Linked DNA regions of Mus musculus: region 2 is linked to region 1. A link is a contact called in public HiChIP or PLAC-seq data. All regions are on one chromosome and are shown on one strand. The core of a region is the stretch at or near the end of the contact, and the rest is flanking DNA. Distances in the headings are between cores, read along the strand shown. Region 1 holds the start of Lrrc49 (leucine rich repeat containing 49). Region 2 overlaps Gm34974 (a long non-coding RNA gene).

Evidence for each region. HiChIP or PLAC-seq counts read pairs in DNA pulled down with a chosen protein or histone mark.
Region 2: a contact with region 1 is called in a CTCF HiChIP or PLAC-seq map of embryonic stem cells, with 9 times the contacts expected there. The contact joins the enhancer-like site here to the promoter of Lrrc49 in region 1. A contact is called at or near these places in 2 of 39 promoter capture datasets (the C10 cell line and embryonic stem cells), 1 of 15 datasets of contacts at CTCF or cohesin (embryonic stem cells) and 3 of 115 datasets of contacts at active chromatin or transcription factors (embryonic stem cells, forebrain and large pre-B cells).

What each region holds. Positions count from the first base shown.
Region 1 is chr9:60,686,624-60,690,782 of GRCm38.p6, forward strand. It overlaps Lrrc49 (leucine rich repeat containing 49), which reads right to left and starts at 1,511. Exons shown (of 17, transcript NM_145616.4): 1 at 1,189-1,511; 2 at 516-572. The coding sequence starts at 1,236.
Region 2 is chr9:61,872,145-61,876,168 of GRCm38.p6, forward strand. It overlaps Gm34974 (a long non-coding RNA gene), which reads right to left. Exons shown (of 6, transcript XR_001779199.2): 3 at 1,607-1,730. Among named protein-coding and RNA genes, the nearest start is that of Gm34974, 25 kb to the right of the region's middle. Within about 2 kb of position 1,272, at least 55 of the 459 cell types and tissues checked have an H3K27ac peak or open chromatin away from gene starts, as enhancers often do. A contact at or near this core is called in forebrain, where this site is marked.

The DNA of each region.
Region 1 (4,159 bases), core at 261-2,760:
ACGGATGCACAGACACACACACACACACACACACACACACACACACAAAATAAGAATCTAACACTCAATACGTTATTAAAACACTAACATTTCCTCTGCTAAGCTAGTTTTTCTTCTGATTTAAAATGAATCACAAAGTGAAATCCTCCTAAAATGTCCCATTTTATCCTTCCAGAGATGCTACCATTAGAATGATACCATCATTTTACCTATGTCTAAGGAAGAAAGCATTTCTTAATTAAATTATGCCATACAACCACTTTTAAGAAATACCTTCACCAGAAATGTTTAAATGTAAGGGGAGGGGCTCTTGTAATGGAATGACCTAAATTGATACAAGAGGGATGATTTGGCTTTATGAAAGTAGACAGAAAATAAAGTCAGCTTTACATTGAAAACCAAAATAAGAGACCCTCAGCCCCGAGGTCAGAATCTATATATAAAATATACAAGTATTTGTGTACAATATCTGACCATTTATTTTCAACTTAAATACAAATCTGCTTAAATCTTACTTTGTTTTTGTCAGAAAGTGACGACGTTTGAATAACCAGATGAAGTCCACAGTTCACCTGAAATGTAAAAGTTAAATTATAAAATGATTTCTTAATGCATACACACCATAGTATAAACACATTATAAGAAATGGAACACAGTCAAATATTCCATCTTTCTTTGCCTTTTCTGGTAAATGAGCATTTTCTGAAGTCTAGGAATCAAGTAAAATCAAGTCAAATGCTTTCATTAATTTATTTTTCAAAATGTCGGAGGCACGGATTTCACCCACCTTGTACCTCAGGCTTTGGAGCCCCGACATTTCTGTTGCCAGTCAGGATGTCAGTGCTTGAATAAAGGAGGTGGGAGTGTCTAAGAACAGGTTCCTTTCTCAATAGAAAAAAAGGAAGAAGTGGGTGGGGGATAACTAAAGGAATCCCAGTGTTTGCCTAGCAAACCAGCTCCACCTTCTGGGGAGCTCGGGCCCTGGGCAAGATTTTAAACACCCATCATACAATATTCAAAAACTCTCAGAGTGCTTTGGACTAGCCCAGGAAACCCTAGCCTCAATGAGACAATAGCTTCAGTCGCCCCGATCCCAGTAATACAGCCCATCACCTAGGACAAAGACGCCAGTCAGAGAGGACAAGACTACTATCGGAAAGGAAGAAAAATCAGGAAGGCCCAACTCACGTTATTTGCAGCTCGGCCAGAAACGGAGCGATATTTTCCGGGAATCATGGCAGGAGACAGTCCAGGATGTTCAATCCTCCTTCGAGGTAATCCTACAGCTAAGATTCAAAGAGACCAAAAGGGGTCATCTCCCAGGCAACCCGCTCAGGGGTTACCATAGAAACCACCATTTCCGGTCTGGTCCTCGCCCTAGATCTTTGGGCCGTCCGGGCGGCTAGCCTCGGGGAGTATCTGTGGGGCCCCGTGCGTCAGCACTTCCTCGTTCTGGATTTTTTTTTTTTTTCCAGGCCGCTTGAAAACAGCGGGAGGATCCGGAGGAGGATAAGACGAGGAAGAGGGAGGACACATCGGTGGCTATGGCAACCATGACTTCCGGTCCTTTCCTCTTTAGGACCCGCCTCAACACTGCCCGCGGGAAGTTTGATTCCCTCTGCCTGCTGCTGCCTGTTTTCCTGGCAAGATCGCAGGGAAGAGCTGGAGGAAGGTGCTCATAACCTTCCCATTTAATTTGGCCCTTCCACTAAGCCGAGACAAGGAAGGATACAATCCGACCTGGAGATAGTGAAGGGAAGCCAGCTTTCCTGAGGCCCCTGCGGGCAGAGGAACGGAGTGCGCCAGACAATCGATCTGTCCAAAAAAAAAAAAAAAAAAAGACTAAAGCTGTGAAGCTACTACTGAAGACAAGTCTTGCTAATAACCCCTTCCCTTCCCTAAGCTTCTTTTGACTGATACTGGCTGCCTTCAAGTTCATGTTCCTGGCGAGCTAAACAAACTTCCAGTCATCTCCTCACTGCATACCTTTCTGCCCCCACCCCACCCCCAAATACTGATTACATATTCCTTGCATCGAATTATCACTACTTGCTCTCTTAAAAACTTCCAAGCCCTCTTTGGGACAATCCAGCTTCCACCCTATGACCATTATGTGGATTAAACAGTGGCTCTATGACAGTGCAGAAGGAATGTTTAGTTCTAAATCTGAGAAAAGGTTGCCAAGAAGTTAAGTGGTCTGTAACTGACATTTTGACTTTGAATTGTGAGACTTGTATAGAATGACAGGGCTGAAGGCAACCTTATTTCTCAACTAGTCCAAACCTATCCATTTTATGTGAGGAGACACATCCAAAAATTAACTTCTTCAATGGCCTGGAATTCTTATTATACCTCCAGTCACCAGAACAATATTCTTTCTGTAATACTAACCTGCTTCCCACATCTGGGTGGATGCCTAAGACCCTTCCTTTAGTGATATTCTATCATCATTTGGAATGTAAACATATAATTTTTGGATCAAAATTATGAACACAACTTACACATCCTTGCATGATTTTTCTCCTTTCCCTACCATCCTATTAATACCACTGTCCTGAAGAGTTCATAGACATAATGCTGATCTTTTGGTTCCTCAGCATTCCTCTCTTTTGAGACTGCTCACCTGTTCCCGGCAGTAACCATAGTTATTCCTTTTCCCATTTTCTGGCACCATCAATAAAGTTCTGTCCCTTTTTTAAAGCAATAAGCTCAAATATAGTTTCTCCTGATCCCTGACTTACATATTATGTTTTTTAAAATATTTATCTTTATGTGTGGGGGTGGGGTGTGGAGGTTAGCTAAGGTATGAAATCATGGTGGTTACAAGAATAAACTTGGTGGCCAACTCATGGGTTTCAGTTATGGTTCTGCCAATAATTAAGCATGCTTCCTATGCCCAGGTTCCTCATCTGTAATAGAAAGATGTTATCGCATCTCAGCCAAAGCCTTTCCAGAGCTGTAGAGAGTTAGTTACTTGGAGTAATGTCTGAGGCACAATACTTACCATATTAATTAAGCATTGATTGTCATCACAGTCAACCCTTGGCCCATGTATTTTGCTTCTGAAGCCTGTGTTCAGCCTGTCCTCTCTTCACTAACTCATTTTCAGGCAATGTCTTGAATGCTAAAAACAGGGAAGCTCGCAGGGACACAGATGTGGTGCTGAGCTGAAGCTTGGGGGAAGAACTGGGCAGCCAAGTCAGCAGTGTGGAGCTGCATGAGAATGCGGGCGTTAGTTCATGCTTGTTGCAGCTGAAGCAATTATCTATCTGATACAATCTTTGATGCAGTGCTCTCAGCAGGCCAACTGTGACAGCTGATCTGTCTGTCCGTTTGACTAGATCTATAACCAACTTAAATGGTCGTCATCAGGAACTCCTTTGAGAAAAGTCCTCCATCAGATCATTTGAAGCAGTAAGAGCCCACCCTCAATCTAAGTGGCACCTTCTGATGGCAGTCCAGGTGAATGGAGATTGAAAGTGGAAACATTGCTTTCTGCCTGCTTGCCATTTTTTTTTCCCGGCGAGTGCATCTGTCTTACTGCATTTCTTATCCAACAACAGAGTAAGTTTCTTTGGGCTTCCAGCATGTTCTGAAGACCAGCAGCTATCCAAGAATACTCTTGGCCTTAAGTGCCAGATTGGAACTACAGAGACATCCAGACTGAGTCACTAGCAGATTCTCAGCCTCTCTGATGTGAGATGATCACTGTTGAATTACCCAGACCTATAATAATCCTATCCTATAACCCAATCTAATAAATCACCTTTTAGTACATATTGAGTATCAGTCTGTTCCATATAGAACCCTGACTGATACACTGGCCTTCCTGTTGCTGGCAAACCCAAAGCCACTCTTCTTCATAAACGGTTCAGTAATAAAGGTAAAAACTCCTAAGTCCTGTTTAGTGGGTTTCTCTGGAGTAATTGAATCAAACCCTAATGACCCTGTCTGCTCCCTATGGGAAGAAGCAACTAGTCACTGACTACTGTGTCTCCTTGATGGACTTTAGCAGATGCTCAGCCAATACCTGATGATGAGAGGGTGTTCAGTGTCAGCTCTAGACATTTCGAATCTTCCTGATGCTTTCTGAAGGAAACCTGTCAGTCACAGACTCATTCCTTTTGTGTATATGTCCATTCTTTTCATTTTCCAGCTC
Region 2 (4,024 bases), core at 22-2,521, 1.2 Mb after region 1:
CAACCTCCACTGCTCCCCCAACTCTTCCCCACCCCCCAGGCTTCAATTCCTGGGCTGTAAATTGAGCTCAACCTTTGATTCCCCTCTTGCCTGCCTTTTGAGGAGAGCCCTAGAATTTTCCATGGGGCAGTTGCACAAAAGAGAGCCATTGAGAACTAGAGCTGATGCCTGGTATAGGGACCCTGGACTGTGCTCTGTCCCTGAGAATGGCACAGACTGCAGCTGGGGACCACAGGGACGCCTCTGGAGGCCCCGCCAGTGGCACCGCCTGCCCAAGAGGCTCCGCTCTTGTCAGAATATTAACACCCTGGGTGCATTTGTGTGTCACTCATGATTGCAACCACGGTTCCAAAAGAATTATGCAGCATGCATATTTATGAGACAAGCCCAGACAAAGACTACCGCATTTTAAAAGATGCAATTATCTCTAAAAAGTTCAGCTTTATTTTCATGCTAATGAATACAATATTTTTAAGCAAACCTAATTGGTTTGCCTGGGCTGCTCTAAAGGCCCTCAACTCATTAGAGCTCCGAGGTCCCCTTCAGAGGGGGCTTTAGAGGAACCAGGGGATGCAAAGGGGGCTGAGGCACAGTGCCCCAACCCCCTTCCTGAGCCCTCTGTCTGGGTGACCAGGAGGCCTCCAGGAGGGCCACCCTGGTAGTCTGGGAATGAGGAGATCAGGGAAACTATGGGGCAAAACGAATATCCTCCCTCCTCTGCAGGGTAGAAGCCACACCATCTACCACAGAACTTGAAACTCTGGCTCCCTAGCAGTCACTGGAGTGACATTTAGAAAGGGAATCTTTTCCTAGCCGGCTATCAGCCAAGGGCTTCAGGTCGAAGTGGGTCAAAGGGTGGCGAAGCCCAGGGCCCTTATCCCAACCCCCACCTTGAGTTTTGATGTCCTCTTGCGGGCTGGACCTGGTGCTAGCTAACTCCAGAGACACTGTCTGCTGTGGAAGCCTGTCTCTGCCTGCTCATCACGGCCTGCTGAAGGTCAGGTTGCCTTCACTACTTTACACACGAGGAAAAGGGGCCGATGAAACAACCTGCAGACCCTAGGTGTTCTCCGAGACGAGCCTAAATGACCACCCAGCCTCCTTCTGTGTCTCAGGCAACTTCCTGCAGTTTAAGCTGGGTCCTTTGCTTACATTCCTGCTTATACCCAGACCCCCAAACGCACACAGGGCACAGGGCACAGCTGTGCAGGCTGTACACCGTGCAGGCTGTACCCTATACCCACACTGATGTGGTCTCTGAAGTCCTGCAGCCGCACTATACCCAACTCAGCAGACCTTACTTCTGCTGGCTTCCTGTGGGGCCATTTGAGGATCGTATGCCTGAAAGTTGTCCGGGAAAGATTTATGGGCCCAACCTGCACATTTCTGCTTGAACAACTCCCCTTAACCACATCCTCGGGGCCAAAATCCAGGAGCCCAGAACAGAACGCTGTTCAGGAAATGACAGACAGGCTGCAAAGGCCGGAGGCCGGGAGGCCAGCAAAGCACAAACCCAAGCAAGCATAGGCTGGGAGTTGGGGGCAGGGCAGCCTCTAGCCTGGAGGTGAAGAGAGGGAGAGTCCAACTCTGAGATTTCATGCCTCACCTTTCCCATCTGCAGATGAGGAGCCTGTACCCACTGATCACTCTATGCAGACGTCTTCCATTTCTAGGAAGGCTTTGCACAGAAGAGCAGAGGAAAGAAGCTACACCTCAAAGCCAGAGTCAATCTGTAAAAACAAGCAAACAAAACAAAACAAACAGAAGGGCTGGTGAGATGGCTCAGCGGGTAAGAGCACCCGACTGCTCTTCCGAAGGTCAGGAGTTCAAATCCCAGCAACCACATGGTGGCTCACAACCATCCGTAACGGGATCTGACGCCCTCTTCTGGAGTGTCTGAAGACAGCTACAGTGTACTTACATATAATGAATAAATAAAATTTAAAAAAAAAAAAAAAAAAAAAAAAAAAACAAACAAACAGAAAAATAGGACGAGCGGGATGCTTGGTACCAAGTCCGAGAAGTTGCCCTTTGACCTGCTTGAGCATACACACACACACACACACACACACACACACACACACACACACACACACACACACACTAATTTTTAAAAATAAAAACAAGAAAAAAAAACCTTTATAAATAAGCCACCTAGGGCATGATTCTACCCACCCCTGCTGGGGGTGCACTCTCCATGTCTACCTCCTAGCTGCAGAACTGCCAGAGAAAACTGGTTCAGCAGAGGAAAAGTGGGTGGATCTTTAAACCAAGTCACTGAGCAGAGAGGAACAAGGAGGTTTCAGCCAGGGCTGGGTCCCAGAAGCACAGGGAAGACTGAGGCAGAGAGCCACAGGCTGTGGCACGGTCAGACTCTGCGGAAGCAAGGTTTCAGCGCTTGCAATAGCCTAGAAGCCTTGCTGCTACCTAAGAGGAAACACCTCCCACTACGTGAGGAGGTCACTGGGAAGCAGGAAGGCTGGTCTGAGGCTAACTCGAGCCTACCGTCTGCCTAACACCGCCACTCCTTCCCATTTGGTTACTGCTTTCACCAAATTACCACAGGCTAGAGATGCAGGACTTTGAGCAAGAAGATTAAGATGTGCCCTGGAGAGCTGGGCATGGTGGAACATGCCTGTAATTCCAGCAGTCAGGAAGCAGAAGTGGGAATGTTAGGATGTCAAAGTAACTGGGCCACCCAGAAAGACTCTGTCTCAAATAATCGAGGTCTGGGGAGGTGGCTTAGTCAGTCATCAACGTGCTTGTCCTCAAAACATGAAGTCCTGAGTTTACATCCCCAGAAACCACACAATTAAAGGTCAGTCATGGTGCTGCTTGCCTGTAATCCCAGTCCTAGGGAGGCAGGGACAAGAAGATCCTTGGAATACATTAGCCTGGCTGAACTGGTGAGATCCAGGCTCAATGAGAGAATCTATCTCAAAAGGTAAGGTGGACCACTATCAACAAAGGCATGAATGTCAACATACACAAGCACATACACGTGTACACACACACAAGCATGTACACACCCACACCCACATACCCACACACCCACATATGTCTCTAAGCAAAGGGATGAACTGGAAACCCTGCTCTGAGAGTGTTCGCATCAGAGGCTGGGACAGCCTAGCCAGGGTGAACCTGATTCTGAGTCTAGCCATAGAGTACAAGACTCTATACTTCTCTCTGTAGAAACTAGGCTTCCTGCTACCCACAGGGCCTTCCAGTGGTCAAGTCTGTAAATCAAATGCTTCAGGAGCTGGACTCCTGACCTAGGGGTGTCCCAGCAGGTACCCAACCAAAGCTCAGAGCCACCCCCACCCCCTAGAGTCTCTACACCCGCCTAATAGGCTTGGATTTATCAAAGTAATTTTTAAGGGGGAATTTTATATGAAAGTAATTATGCTCCACTGAACTAATTTTATTAAATAGTGCTGCCTTAATGACAAACAAATCTGTTATTAATTTGTAACTGAGCAGCTATTTCTTTCAATTTGTAGCATCTATAATGAGCCCTGTGGCCATTGCAGCCCAGAAGCACTGTTGTTGGGGGAAGCAGAGAGGCCTGGGAACAGGCAGAGCCCTGAGCCTGGCCCTAGTGCAGCTAAGGACACCATGTACCTCCAAAGGACCCTTCTTTCTTTGGGCTGTTTTCCTCTGCAAGATGAAAGACTGAGCCCGCAGCGCCCTGGGGACATCCACAGGACAGCATTAAGGGGCAGATGGTACTAGGAGGGGCCTTGAATTCTTCATCTTTAAACCAGAGATAACAACAGTGCCTGTCAGGGAGCTGAGTGCTGTGGGCTGAGCATTAATTAAGTGTGCTGTAAGAGCTTAAGTCAGCAGAGAGTGTCACATAAATCCCCCTCCTTCTCCCTACCTGGAGACTGGCCGGGTAGCTCAGCAGTTGAGAGAGAGTACAGGGTTCAGTTACCACATTAGGCGGTTTACAATCTATGTATAACTACAACTTCATCCATCTAAGACCCTCAAGCACACACACACACTTTAAAAAATAAATAAA